Linked DNA regions of Macaca mulatta: region 1 is linked to region 2. The links are chromatin contacts, called in public Hi-C maps. All regions are on one chromosome and are shown on one strand. The core of a region is the stretch at or near the end of the contact, and the rest is flanking DNA. Distances in the headings are between cores, read along the strand shown. Region 1 holds the start of ZNF3 (zinc finger protein 3). Region 2 holds the start of TRIM4 (tripartite motif containing 4).

Evidence for each region. A called contact is a pair of places that touch in the nucleus more often than the background predicts.
Region 1: a contact with region 2 is called in a Hi-C map of fetal cortex germinal zone, with 4 times the contacts expected there. The contact joins the promoter of ZNF3 here to the promoter of TRIM4 in region 2. A contact is called at or near these places in 3 of 14 Hi-C or Micro-C datasets (fetal cortex germinal zone, fetal cortical plate and liver).

What each region holds. Positions count from the first base shown.
Region 1 is chr3:47,386,850-47,393,090 of T2T-MMU8v2.0, forward strand. ZNF3 (zinc finger protein 3) reads right to left here and starts at 2,615. Exons shown (of 6, transcript XM_077996262.1): 1 at 2,513-2,615; 2 at 390-510.
Region 2 is chr3:47,216,299-47,222,617 of T2T-MMU8v2.0, forward strand. It overlaps TRIM4 (tripartite motif containing 4), which reads right to left and starts at 4,850. Exons shown (of 8, transcript XM_077996240.1): 1 at 4,329-4,850; 2 at 2,083-2,101; 3 at 2,040-2,080. The coding sequence starts at 4,721.

The DNA of each region.
Region 1 (6,241 bases), core at 1,365-3,864, 170 kb after region 2:
TCTCAGAGCCAACCATCATATCCTCTTATCAACCACCTTTACAATCTCCAGGGCTATTTATGAGCTGACACCCTCAACAAGTCAGCTTTCAGTACAAACTCCTAGAAAGGCAGGTCAAAGGTCTGACTCCAGAGAAAAAGGCAATGCTCCCTCTCACAGCTGGGTTAAGCAAAGCTGGAACTCAAAGGCATATTGTTGAGAACAAGCACCCAGTGTCTGGAGCAGTAAACAGTGTTTCTCACAGAAAGAAAACTCTCCATTGTGCCCCCATGGCTTCAGGTCCAGGCGGGGCCCTTCCCCTGCTCTGTTGCCAGCCTCACTCCCTGGTGCTGCCCCTGGGGGCCGAGATAGATGGTCTGGTAGTGAGAATGAGACACAGAAAGCTTTACCTGCCTGATTATTTCCTTCCTTCTTTGAAGTCAGTCCCTAGAAGGCCAAAGGAACAATTACTGGGAATTTAGCAGCCTCTCTTCAAGTTCCCGGGAATTCTGACTTTTGTCGATGCCAATGCTGTGTGATTAAGGGGAAAAAAAGGAATTTAAAATATTCATGCAAATATCTTTTTTTTTTTTTTTTTTTTTTTCCCATGTGAGACAGGGTCTGACTTTGCTGCTCAGGCTGGGGTGCAGTGAGTTTAAGCTCACTCCAGCCTCAAACTCCTGAGTTCAAGTGATCCTCCCAGCTCAGCCTCCCAAGGAGCTGGGACTGAAGGTGTGCACTGCCACATCTAGCTGAGTTTTTTTAAATTTTTTTTGTAGAAATGCAGCCTCACTATGTTGCTCAGGCTGGTCTCAATCTCCTGGCCTCAAGTGATCCTCTCGCCTCAGCCTCCCAAAGCGCTGGGATTACAGGTGTGAGCCACCGAGTCCACCCTAAACTTCATTTCTAATCAAGATATTTAGAGAAAAGGAAAAAAAGAGAGAATACTTATTATATGCTAATAAATACCAATTAAGACCACCACCACAACTAGTAGTATTTGTGTTGCACCCGTGGAGAGATGAAAGGGAATGGTAGGTTCTCAGGTCCACCTCCACCCAGGGTAAGAAAGTTCTAACGTTCTGTCAGCTAACTTGCTAGATACTGTCCTCCCAACTACTTCAGCAGGGGATCCACACTGTACAGCTGAGCCATTAGAAGTTTTCAGGTGATTCGCTGAAAATCTATCTCCTTGGACCTTCACCTCACAGAGACCTACTGCATCACAGAAATTCAATGACTGGCCACATGCAGTGGCTCACGCCTGTAACCCCAGCACTTTAGGAGGCTGAAGTGGGAGGAGTTCCAGGCTACAGTGACCCATGATGGCACCACTGCACTCCAGCCGGGGGCAACAGAGCAAGACCTTAACACGCACAAAAATTTTAAAAGGGAAAAAAAAAGTGCCGGGAGTGGTGGCTAACGCCTGTAATCCCAACACTTTGGGAAGCTGAGGCGAGTGGGATCTCAAGGTTGGGATCACTTGAGGCCAGGAGTTGGAGACCAACCTGGCCCAAAGGGCGGAACCCCGTCTCTACTAAAAATACAAAAAAATTCGCCGGGTGTGGTGGCGGGCGCCTGTAGTCCCAACCACTCCGGAGGCTGAAGCAGGAGAAGCGCTTGAACTGGGAAGCGGAGATTGCAGTGAGCCGCGATCGCGCCACTGCACTCCAGAGAGAGACTGTCTCAAAAATAAATAAATAAAAAATTTTTTAAAAACAAAAGAGCTTCAACAACAGGATCTTCTTCTTCCACCTGACTGTCCATCAAACACGTATAATCAAATGATGCCCACTCTCCAGAGATGTCTTTTCTGGAGAAAATAATACGCTTAGTTCCTCTAATTAGTCCATCGGTTTCAGGTTCATCACTCTGCTATCCTCTCCTGGAGTTTACACAAGCCCTTCAAAGTGTAAACACCGACATGGATTCAATCCCACTTCCAGAGAGAGGATCAAACCAGGAATCTAATACAACCGAAAACGGAGCCTGAGCCGGGTGTATCACTCGATGCACTGGGCTCCAGCAGGATTACCCCTGGGATCGGAGTCTGCACCCACTCCCAGCCCTCGTGCTAACTGCGTAAGCTTCGCAGAACTTCTCTGATCCTTGGACCCAGCTCTGTAAAAATAAACTTCCTCTCCTGTCACGGGCGCGAATTACTGTGTTAACATCAAATAAAAACGTCTGGGAGAAGTACCAAGTTAGGGTCGCTGTCATTAGCTGCTTTCAAGAGAGAGGCGCCCCTATCACTCTGCTGAAACTTTTGAACGCTCCAGCTGGGGCGCCGTTTAAGTCATAAAACCAGAACCGGAGCCCCATTACTAACCCCTACGCAGGCTCCCGCTAGGCTAGGGGGATCCCTGGGGAAGCGGAGTAGAGGACGGGCTGCAAGGGACGGAGGGGCGCCTCCCCGCACCCTGCTCGGGACCGGCCGGGGAACCCTAAGGGCCGCAGCGGCACAGACACCACCCCCTTCCCCGGCGACCACAGCCTCCGTCTCACCGCGAGACCCGGGGACGCGTGGACTCACCCTAGGGGACAGGGACGACAGATTTGGGGGACCGGACACGGACCAGGCCCTGTTGGACCCTGTCACAGACCCACACACCGGGGACAGAACAAAGAACGGAAGTTCCCCCTCGTTTCGCTTCCGGGTCGGTTGTTCTTGACACTCACCCGTGCCCCCAACGCCCACTTGTTCTGTCTAGGAAAATGGGAGGTCCTCGCCTCTCTGTGGTTTGCTGACTCAGGGCAGCTGGCAGGCGGCGAGGGCAAGGAGCCCAATCGCTGACGCGGCACTCGGGGATCTTTCGCTGCGGGGCTGGCCGGCTGCGCCCTCTGCTGGCCACGCACGTGCGAAAGCGGCCGACCACGGTCCTGGGCCTCAGGACATGTGCTCCGGCGTCGCCTGCCTTGGTGGCCGGCAGCTGGGGCGCGCGGAGATGTCGAGCCCGCGCTTCTCAGGCTTGCTCACGAAGGGCAGCAGTAAATATACAATTCTTGAGGGATTCATCAATATTAAAAAATGGACCCTGATTTAAAACTTGCCTCTGAACAAACCGATTTTTTGTTGGCGTCTTGCAAAAATGCCCCCTTTAAATTACCCACATCTGAAGAAAACATTCCAGCCCATCACAGAGTTGACATGAGGAAAAAACCCATGTACAGATGATGAGAGCAGAGAAGAGGAAGCTACCGGCCGGGCGCGGAGGCTCACGCCTGTAATCCAAGCAGTTTAGGAGGCCGAGGCGGGCGGATCACCTGAGGTCAGGAGTTCGAGACCAGCCTGGCCAACATGGCAAAACCTCGTCTCTACTAAAAATACAAAAAAATTACCCGGGCGTGGTGGCGGGCGCCTGTAATCGCAGCTACTCTGGAGGCTGAGACAGGAGAATCGCTTGAACCCAGGAGGCGGAGGTTGCAGTGAGTCGACATCAAACCACTGCACTCCAGCCTGGGCCACAGAGTGAGACCGTGTCAAAAAAAAAAAAAAAAAAAAAGGAAGCTACAGGTGGAAGCGAGGCGGGATAGGTAGTCAAGGAAGTGACCATGTCCTGGAGATGCGGCAACCGTGGTGACCACACAGTCAACACAGTAAGCTCCAGCATTTGCATTGTAATTGAACTCATTCAAGCAGAGCTCTCTCCAGTAGGGACTGTCGCCTGTAGGGAGCATGCGCATTTTGATTTCACCTGTCCCTTTGCTCATTATCATAGTAAAAAACACGCCCCGGGTGGAGATTTAAGATGCTAATGAAACATGCAATATATCAACAAGCCTGTACAGCCACTGCGCATGTGCACCTAGAGGACCACCCAGAACATGGTTACTAGTAACACCTCTCCCACCCCCTTATGAATAATTGTGTAAGACCCCCCCACAAAGGGGGTCTCTCTAGAGCCAGCCTTTGCTGTTTCATCCTTAGGAGCAGCCTTCCCTGAACGATCTCTCTCTCTCAGGGTGTACTGTCTACTCTGCACTTAACTTTCAAGATATTATTTTTCTTTTGCAATAAATTATGCTGGATTTCCTTTGACATGTTTCTTTTTTTCTTTTTCTTTCTTTCTTTCTTCTTTTTTTTTTTTTTTTTTTTTTTTTGTTGTTGTTGTTGTTGTTGAGACAGAGTCTCGCTCTTGTCACCCAGGCTGGAGTGGAGTGGCGTGATCTTGGCTCACTGCAACCTCCGCCTCCTGGGTTCAAGCGATTCTCATGCCTCAGCCTCCCAAGTAGCTGGGACTAGAGGCGTGTGACACCACATCCAGCTAATTTGTTTGTATTTTTAGTAGAGACAAGGTTTCACCGTGTTTGTCAGGCTTGTCTCGCACTCCTGACCTCAAATGACCTGCCCGCCTCGGCCTCCCAAAGTGCTGGGGTTACAGGTGTGAGCCACCGCGCCCAGCCTCCTGTGTGTTTCTTTCAATGTTTTATTTTCTTTTGAGATGGGGGTCTTACTCTGTCACCCAGGCTGGAGTGCAGTATTGTAATTTTGGCTCACTGCAACCTCCACCTCACAGGGTCAAGCAATCCTCCCACCTCAGCCTCCTGAGTAGCTGGAACCCCAGATGCATGCCACCATGCCCAGCTACTTTTTTGTAGAGACAGGGTTTCACCATGTTGCCCAGATTGGTCTCAAACTCCTGAGCTCAAGGGATCTGCCCACCTCAGCCTCCTAAAGTGTTGGGATTACAGGTGTGAGCCACTGCACCTGGCTTTAAATTATTTTAAACTAAGAAGATAAGAACTGAGGTATCACAACAGCTGTCAATAGAAGGAAAGCACCTCATCATGTTCATGCTTTCCTGTTCATGCTTTCCTCTGCCTTCTTCAACATATGAAGTTTTGTGTTTTTTTGTTTTTTTTTTAGAGACAGGGTCTCACTCTGTCACCCAGGCTGAAGTGCAGTGACATGATCCTACCTCACTACAGCTTCAACCTCCTGGACTCAAGCGATCCTCCCTTCTCAGCCTCCAGAGTAGCTGGGACCACAGGCACCCACCATCACACCTGGCTTCCTTTCTGTTTTGTAGACTGGGTGCTGCCAGTTCATGAATCCCTAATAAAGCCAACTCAATCTTTAAAATTCAATTTGTTGGCCGGGCACAGTGCCTCATGCCTGTAATCCCAGCACTTTGGGAGGCTGAGGCAGATGGGTCACCTGAGGTCAGGAGTTTGAGACCAGCCTGGCCAACATGGTGAAAACCCGCCTCTATTAAAAATACAAAAACAAAAATTAGCTGGGAGTGGCGGTGGGCACCTGTAATCCCAGCTACTTGGGAGACTGAGGTGGCAAAATAGCTTGAACCCGGGAGGTGGAGGTTGCAGTGAGCTGAGATTGCACCACTGCACTCCAGCCTGGGAGCAACAAAGCGATACTCCATCTCTCTCTCTCTCTGTCTCTCTCTCTCTCTCTCTCTCTATATATATATATACACACACACATATATAAGTATGTTTATGGCCTGTTTCCCACAACTAGAGTATAAGCTCCATGAGGTCAGGACTTTGTTTTGTTCAGTGATGTAGCTGCTGCCTGGTAGGCACTCCCAAATATTTGTTAAATTAATGACTGACAGGTGGATAGATAACCACTGACCCATACCAAAAAGGGGCACTTGCTTTTTGTTTGTTTTTCGTTTTGGGGTGCGGAAATTTTTTTGGTTTGTTTGTTTGTTTTGACACAAACAAACATGGCGAAACTCTGTCTCTACAAAAAATACAAAATTTAGCCTGGCGTGGTGGCACACATTTGTAGTCCCAACTACTCGGGAGGCTGAGATGGGACAGTCACTTGAGTTCAGGAGGTTGAGGCTGCACTGAACTGTGATTGTAACACTGCACTCCAGCCTGGGTGCAGCAAGACTCTGTCTCAAAAACAACAATAACAAACACAAAACAAAACAAAAACGAAAAAAAGAAACGTTTAGCGAACTTAGTTCTGAAACGCACACAATCAACTGATTCGATGTCAGAGTCATCTTTAAATTCCACAATAATGGCTGTTTTATGAGCTGTATAATTATCTGAACAATGTTTCAAAAGCAGTAGAAACAACAAGGCAAAGGAGAGCAGTGCAAACTATCAACTTTACTAACCCTAGAATAATTCTCATCTTGTTTTTATTTTAACCTTTAATCTAGCCGAGAAGCACTATGCTCCTTGGAAGCTGCCTAGCATTCTTTAAAGAGATACATTTTTTTGGCCAGGCATGGTGGCTCACGCCTGTAATCCTAGCACTTTAGGAGGCCCAGGCAGGCAGATC
Region 2 (6,319 bases), core at 3,600-6,099:
CCAGCCTCAGGGCCTCTTCCCACGGTTCCTCAGACGGCAGACTCCGCATCCAGCAAGTTTCAGCTGCAATGTCACCTCCTAAGAGAAGACTGCTCACCTGATTGAAACCCTCTGGCATAGCACTTTCTTTCTGTTTTTGTTTGTTTTTTTTTTTTTTTTTTTTTTTGAGATGGAGTCTTGCTTTGTTACCCAGGCTGAAGTGCAGTGACATGATCTCAGCTCACTGCAACATCTGCCTCCCGGATTCAAGCAATTCTCCTGCCTCAGCCTCCCGACTAGCTGGGATTACAAGCAACCACCGCCGCACCTAGCTGATTTTTGTATTTTTAGTAAAGACAGGGCTTCATCATGTTGGCCAGGCTGGTCTCAAACTCCTGACCTCAAGTGATCCTTGTGCCTCAGCCTCCCAAAGTGCTGGGATTACAGGCGTGAGCCACCGCGCCTGGCCTGGGATGGCACTTTCTTTTTCTTTCCCAGCAGGCCATCACCATCTGTGATTATTTCATTTATTTGTCTGTCTGTCGTCTACCTCCCACCCTCAGCCCAACTGGACTGTGAGCTCCATGGAAAGCCTTTACCTGTCTTGCTCACCACTGGATTCCCAGCGCTGCCTCTGGTGCAGTGCCACAGCATCTGACACAAAACCAGTGCTCAAGAAACATCTTAAATTAATTAACAGAATGGAAGGATTAGCTCCTAGAGTCAGGCATGAAGGAAAAAAGAGCTGCGCTTAGAGGCCTTTTCCATGCAAACCATTTGCATCCAGAGATTTATGAAGCTATTTCTCTTTCTCTTTTTCTCCCCTCACCAAAACGGGTATAGGATGGGGATATTTTCCATGGATTTAGGGAACTTCCAGCTGTCCAACTTTTAAAACATAGTCCATCCATCTGAGTATATGCTGAGAATGGGATGCTTGGAAATAGGGCAGCTTTATCCAGGGGCAGTGTATGTTTTTCTAACTAACTTGGGGTGGGGATGGAATGAAAGGTGGTTGAATAGGGCAGTGACTAAGCAGAGGACGATAGAGAGATGGGCGGGTATTAGGGAATTCTGCCCAGTGACCTGGCTCCTGAACACCTACCCAGTCAATCTTGTGACATTCAGCTCATCCCAGTGTAACCCTTACCCATCCACTCCTGTCCTGTTGGGCCTTGTATTTAATCCTGAAATCCCATCTCTTCTAAGAAGACTTCTCAGATTAGTTGTGGCAGAGTGAAAAGTGTAAAGGATTAGGGGGTTAGAGGACCTCAGTTCAAGCGTAGCCATTTCCTAGCTCTGTGACCTTGGGGGCATGTAACCTCACATCTCTGTGGCATAGTTGCCTCATCTTCAAAAAGGGGATAACAGAATCCACCTAACAGGATGTCTATGAGGATTAAAGAATTACAATATGAAAAATGCTTAGAACTGTGGGTGGTACATAAGAAGTAATGAACACTGATAGCTATTATTGCTGAAGATGGAAGATTTAAGGGCTGTGTTCCCCTTTCATACCCATACACTTATATTTCCCTCAGCCACCACCCACAAGTATATTTTCCCTTCCATTTATCTGATGGGTCCTCTCTATGTCTTTTGCTGGCTACTAACCATTGGTGTTTCCCAAGCTTCTCTTTGTGCCTTTTTTTTTACCCTCTATGTGGTCCCCCTAGGAGAATCTCATCTTCTTACTTCTTCCATGACTTCAAGAATAGGCTGAGGATTCTAAAATATTATCTCTAGCCTCCAAGGCACCCCACCTCCTGTCCCTCTTCCTTGGACTTCCTGTCACAGTTATTTTACACTCAGTACATTCCACAACGAGCATGGGATCTTCTGTCCTAAGACTATGCTTCCTCCTGTGTACCTGAACTCGGTTAACCTGACAGTCATCTACCTGCCATCTGAAGCAGAAACCTGGACTACCATCCAAGACTCCTCTCTCTCTCACACCCACCAAGTCTAACTGATCACCAAGTCATTCAACTCCAGCTCATAATCACTCCATCCCTCCCTCTCCATCATCCCTGCCCCAAACTAATTCAGGTCCTTATTACCTCCTGCTTAAAATGGTACAACAGCAGCCTAATTAGTCTTCGTGGATGTCAAAGTTATCTGACTAAAACAAAAAAACTGATCATATCATTCCCTGCCTTAAAACCCTTTAATAACTTCCCATTGCCTGAAAGAGAAAGTTCAATCTTTTTACTATAGCAAACAAGATCCTTCGTGATAAGGCCCTGCCTTTTTCTTCAAGCTGGTGGCCCACCATCCTCCCTCCCATGCTCCATGCTCCAGAAGTACTGAGCAACCTCGTCCTCTCACACATCACATGCTATTCCACTCCGCCACATTTGGAATATGGTGTTTCTTTGGCCTGAAATACCCTCTCTCCTACCTCTACTCATCCTTCAAGAGCTAACACATTCAACTCCTCAATGGAGCCTTTCCTCACTCCTCAGTGATCACTCTGACCTCAGACCTTCTGTATACTTGGTAAATACTTCAGCAACTCTCACACACACTGAAATTAATGTTCTACACGCTTAAGTTCTTTATAAGGCCCATGTCTTTCTCATCCATTTATGTCCAGATGCTAAAACAATGTTTGGCAAATAGTAAGCATCAATAAAGGTCACTGAGTAAAGGAATGAAGGTACACTTTCTAGTCCAGCTTTGCATGTTTCCTGTTCATAATCAGCTGGTACAACTGTACAGTATTTTACAGTTTCCAAACATTTTCACTATGTCATTAAATTCATGTGTCTGGCCAGGCAAGGTGGCTCACGCCTATAATCCCAGCACTTCGGGAGGCCAAGGTGGGTGGATCACCTGAGGTCAGGAGTTTGAGACCAGCCTGACCAACATAGTGAAACCCTATCTTTACTAAAAATACAAAATTAGCCGGGCATGGTGGCGGGTGCCTGTAATCCCAGCTACTCGGGAGGCTGAGGCAGGAGAATCACTTGAACCTGGGAGGCAGAGGTTGCAGTGAGTTGAGATCACACCACTGCACTCCAGCCTGGGTAACAAGAGCGAAACTCCGTCTCAAAAACAATAATAATAAAATAAATAAATAAATTCGTGTGTTCATGTACTTACTGCATATCAATTCTGCTGGAGACCACTGGAGTTACACCATCAGTAATGGGAGGGGGTGGGGCTACTCTGGAAAGGATGATCAGGGAAGGTCTTCGAGCTAAAAGCTAAAAGGATCTAAAGGATAGATGTGGGTAGAGAAAGAGAACAGACTTGAAACAAAAGCAAGAAAGCCAGTATGGCTGAAGCAGAGTAAGGTAAAGTGACTTATTTAACTGAAGATTCTTAACCCATGAGATAGATAGGACAGATAATCCCCAAATTCAAATGTTACATGATTTTCCCAACTGATGAACGAAGCTAGTAACAAGCCAGGCTCATCATTACAAGCCAGGCTTTTCCCAAATCATCAGTTGTCTATCACATTCACAGATACAGACAGGCACTGTCCAATGCAGTATCCATTTAGCCATACAAGCACTTGAAATGTGGATATTCCAAACTGCTATGTGTTGAAAACGTAAAATACACACCAATTTCAGGCCTATTATGAAAAAGGAGTATAAAATATCTCATTGAGGCCGGGCACAGTGGCTTACACCTATAATCTCAGCACTATGAGAGGCCAAGCCGGGCGGATCACTTGAGGTCAGGAGTTCGAGATCAGCCTGGCCAACATGGTGAAACCCCTCTCTACTAAAAAAACAAAAATTAACCGGGTGTGGTGGTGTGTGCCTCTAATCCCAGCTACTCGGGAGGCTGAGACAGGAGAATTGCTTGAAACCCGGAGGCGGATGCAGCAGTGAGCCAAGATCGCACCACTGTGCTCCAGCCTGGGCAACAAAGTTGAGACTCCGTCTCAAAAAAAAAAAAAAAACTCATTGATAATTTTCATCCCAACTTTGAATATTTGGGGTAATCAGATTAAATAAAATATATTATTAAAATTAATGTCACCTCGTTTCCTTATCTTACTAGAAAGATTTTAAATTACATATGTGGTTTCTATTGGACAGCAGCGGCATACACCCTCTCAGTATGTTTTTCTTTATTAGGAGCTCCCCAAGGGCCAGTTTCTTGAAAATTCTGCACAATGATTGCTGAGGGGCTCGCACCTCCCCTCCTCTCATTCCAGTTTTAACCCCAGCTCTGAAATTTGTGTGTTGCTTAACTTCTCTGAGTTTCAGGGGCTTTTCATGCCATCCAATAGGAATGACGGCCACTTCGTGGCTCTTTCAGGAGAATTAAGTAAACTTTATTGGGCAATACTGGCAGCCCCGTCATCGTCACCGCGACAGCCAGCTCACCCGGTAGCTCTCGAAGGCCTCGTCGATGGGCGCCATGGCGTGGGTCTGGTGCTCCTGGGACTCCCTGCATACCAGGCACACGGGTCGCTGGTCGTCCTCGCAGAAGAGCCGCAGCGGCTCCCAGTGGCGGCTGCAAAGGCCCGGGGGCACGGGGCCCAGGCGCCGGCGCCGCGTCTTCTCCGTCAGCCTGGCCAGGGCCCAGTTGGGTCGCAGCGCAGCGGGCGCTGATGGGTGCCGGCATTCGGGGCAGGGGAACGGGCCTCCGCCCGGCGCCCAACTGCGGTGCAGGCAGCCGCGGCAAAAGTTGTGGCCGCACTCGATGGACACCGGGTCCTGGAAATACTCCAGGCAGATGGGGCAGGTCAACTCCTCCTGGAGGTCCTCAGCTTCCATGCTGCTTCCCTGCCGCGGAGCCGCAGTCCGACGTGAGGCGAGGGAGAGGCCAGCAAGCTGCGAACTGCCGCGGAGAGACCAGACGACTTCCGAAAAACCGCCACCGCCTCACGTAAGAGGGTACTGCGCAGTGTCTCTTCCGGGGTTCAGGACCCAAAAGGAACGCGCACATTGCCCGGCCTGAGCGCGCAAGACCGGAAGCTGCTGGGTATCCGCGCCGGAAGCGCGCGAGGGTTGGCCCAGGCCTAGGCGCGGGGCCGGACGGAACCGTTGAGCGGCTCCTCCAAACAGGTATAGAGACCCTGAAATGCCCGTGGAAGGCTAGAGAGGACTTGGGCAAGACATTAGGGCTGGACGTTGTGACCCCTGGTGGAGCCAACCGGGGAGGTGCCTCTAATCTTGGCCTTTCTTTCCAAGTTTGAGCGTTCAGGTCTGTGTTTGTCTCCTAGTTAGACTGATTTAACTTCTAGAGTCCCAGGAGTTCTGGGCGAGCTGCAGCCTAGGGGCCTGGAATGCCAGGAAGACTTGAAGGATCTGTGTTGGTAGGCCTGGAGTTTGGCTAACGTGGGGATGATTTGGATTCAGAGATTGCCTTTTTGGTATCCAATTTGAAAAGTAGCAACCATTTTGCTATCCCAAAGAACATCCATGGAGGCTTTCAACAAATAATATGCTTGCCTGTTTCAGGGAATTATCTATATCCCTTAAGTGGATTTTTGATCTTGTGTTTCTGAGGTGCTTTGCTTTTTATTCTTCCCACTTTCTTCCTTTTCTTGTGAATGATATTTGTTTAAAAAAAAAATAAAAACTCTGGACTGACAAATTTAGTAGAAGTTATTTGCACAAAGAACAATTCATGAATTGGGCAGCTCTCAGAACCAAAAGAGGTTCAGAGAGCTCTGCCCAGCAGTATGAGCTACTAGCTTTTGTAGGAAGCAAAATAGAGAAATCACCTGATTAGTTAACATCTAGGTGTCTGCCTTATTTCGCAATGATATGATGAGGCATTTGCCTTATTGGGGTATGGTCTGATCAGTTGGTTGTCTGTCATTGGCTGAAGGTTGGCTGTGATTGGCTGAAACCCAGCTATTTGCTATAAAAATATAGTAAGTTGGTCGGGCGTGGTGGCTCACGCCTGTAATCCCAGCACTTTGGGAGGCGGAGGCAGGCGGATCACAAAGTCAGGAGATCGAGACCATCCTGGCTAACACGGTGAAACCCTGTCTCTACTAAAAATGCAAAAAATTAGCCAGGCATGGTGGCAGGTGCCTGTAGTCCCAGCTACTCTGGAGGCTGAAGCAGGAGAATGGTGTGGACCCAGGAGGCAGAGCTTGCAGTGAGCCGAGATTGCGCCACTGCACTCCAGCCTGGGCAACAGAGCAAGACTCTGTCTCAAAAAAAAAAAAAAAAAATACATATATATAGAGAGAGAGAGTAAGTCAGACTTCAGTTCGTTTACATACTAAGTCACGTTGTATTTTGTTATATAAGAACTCAAGTACCAAGACAGCCTCAGGCTAATGGGCTTTTGCTTATTTAACAGATTTTTCATTCTTCTTATGTCCCAATATCAAATACTGCCTTTCCCATAATAATTT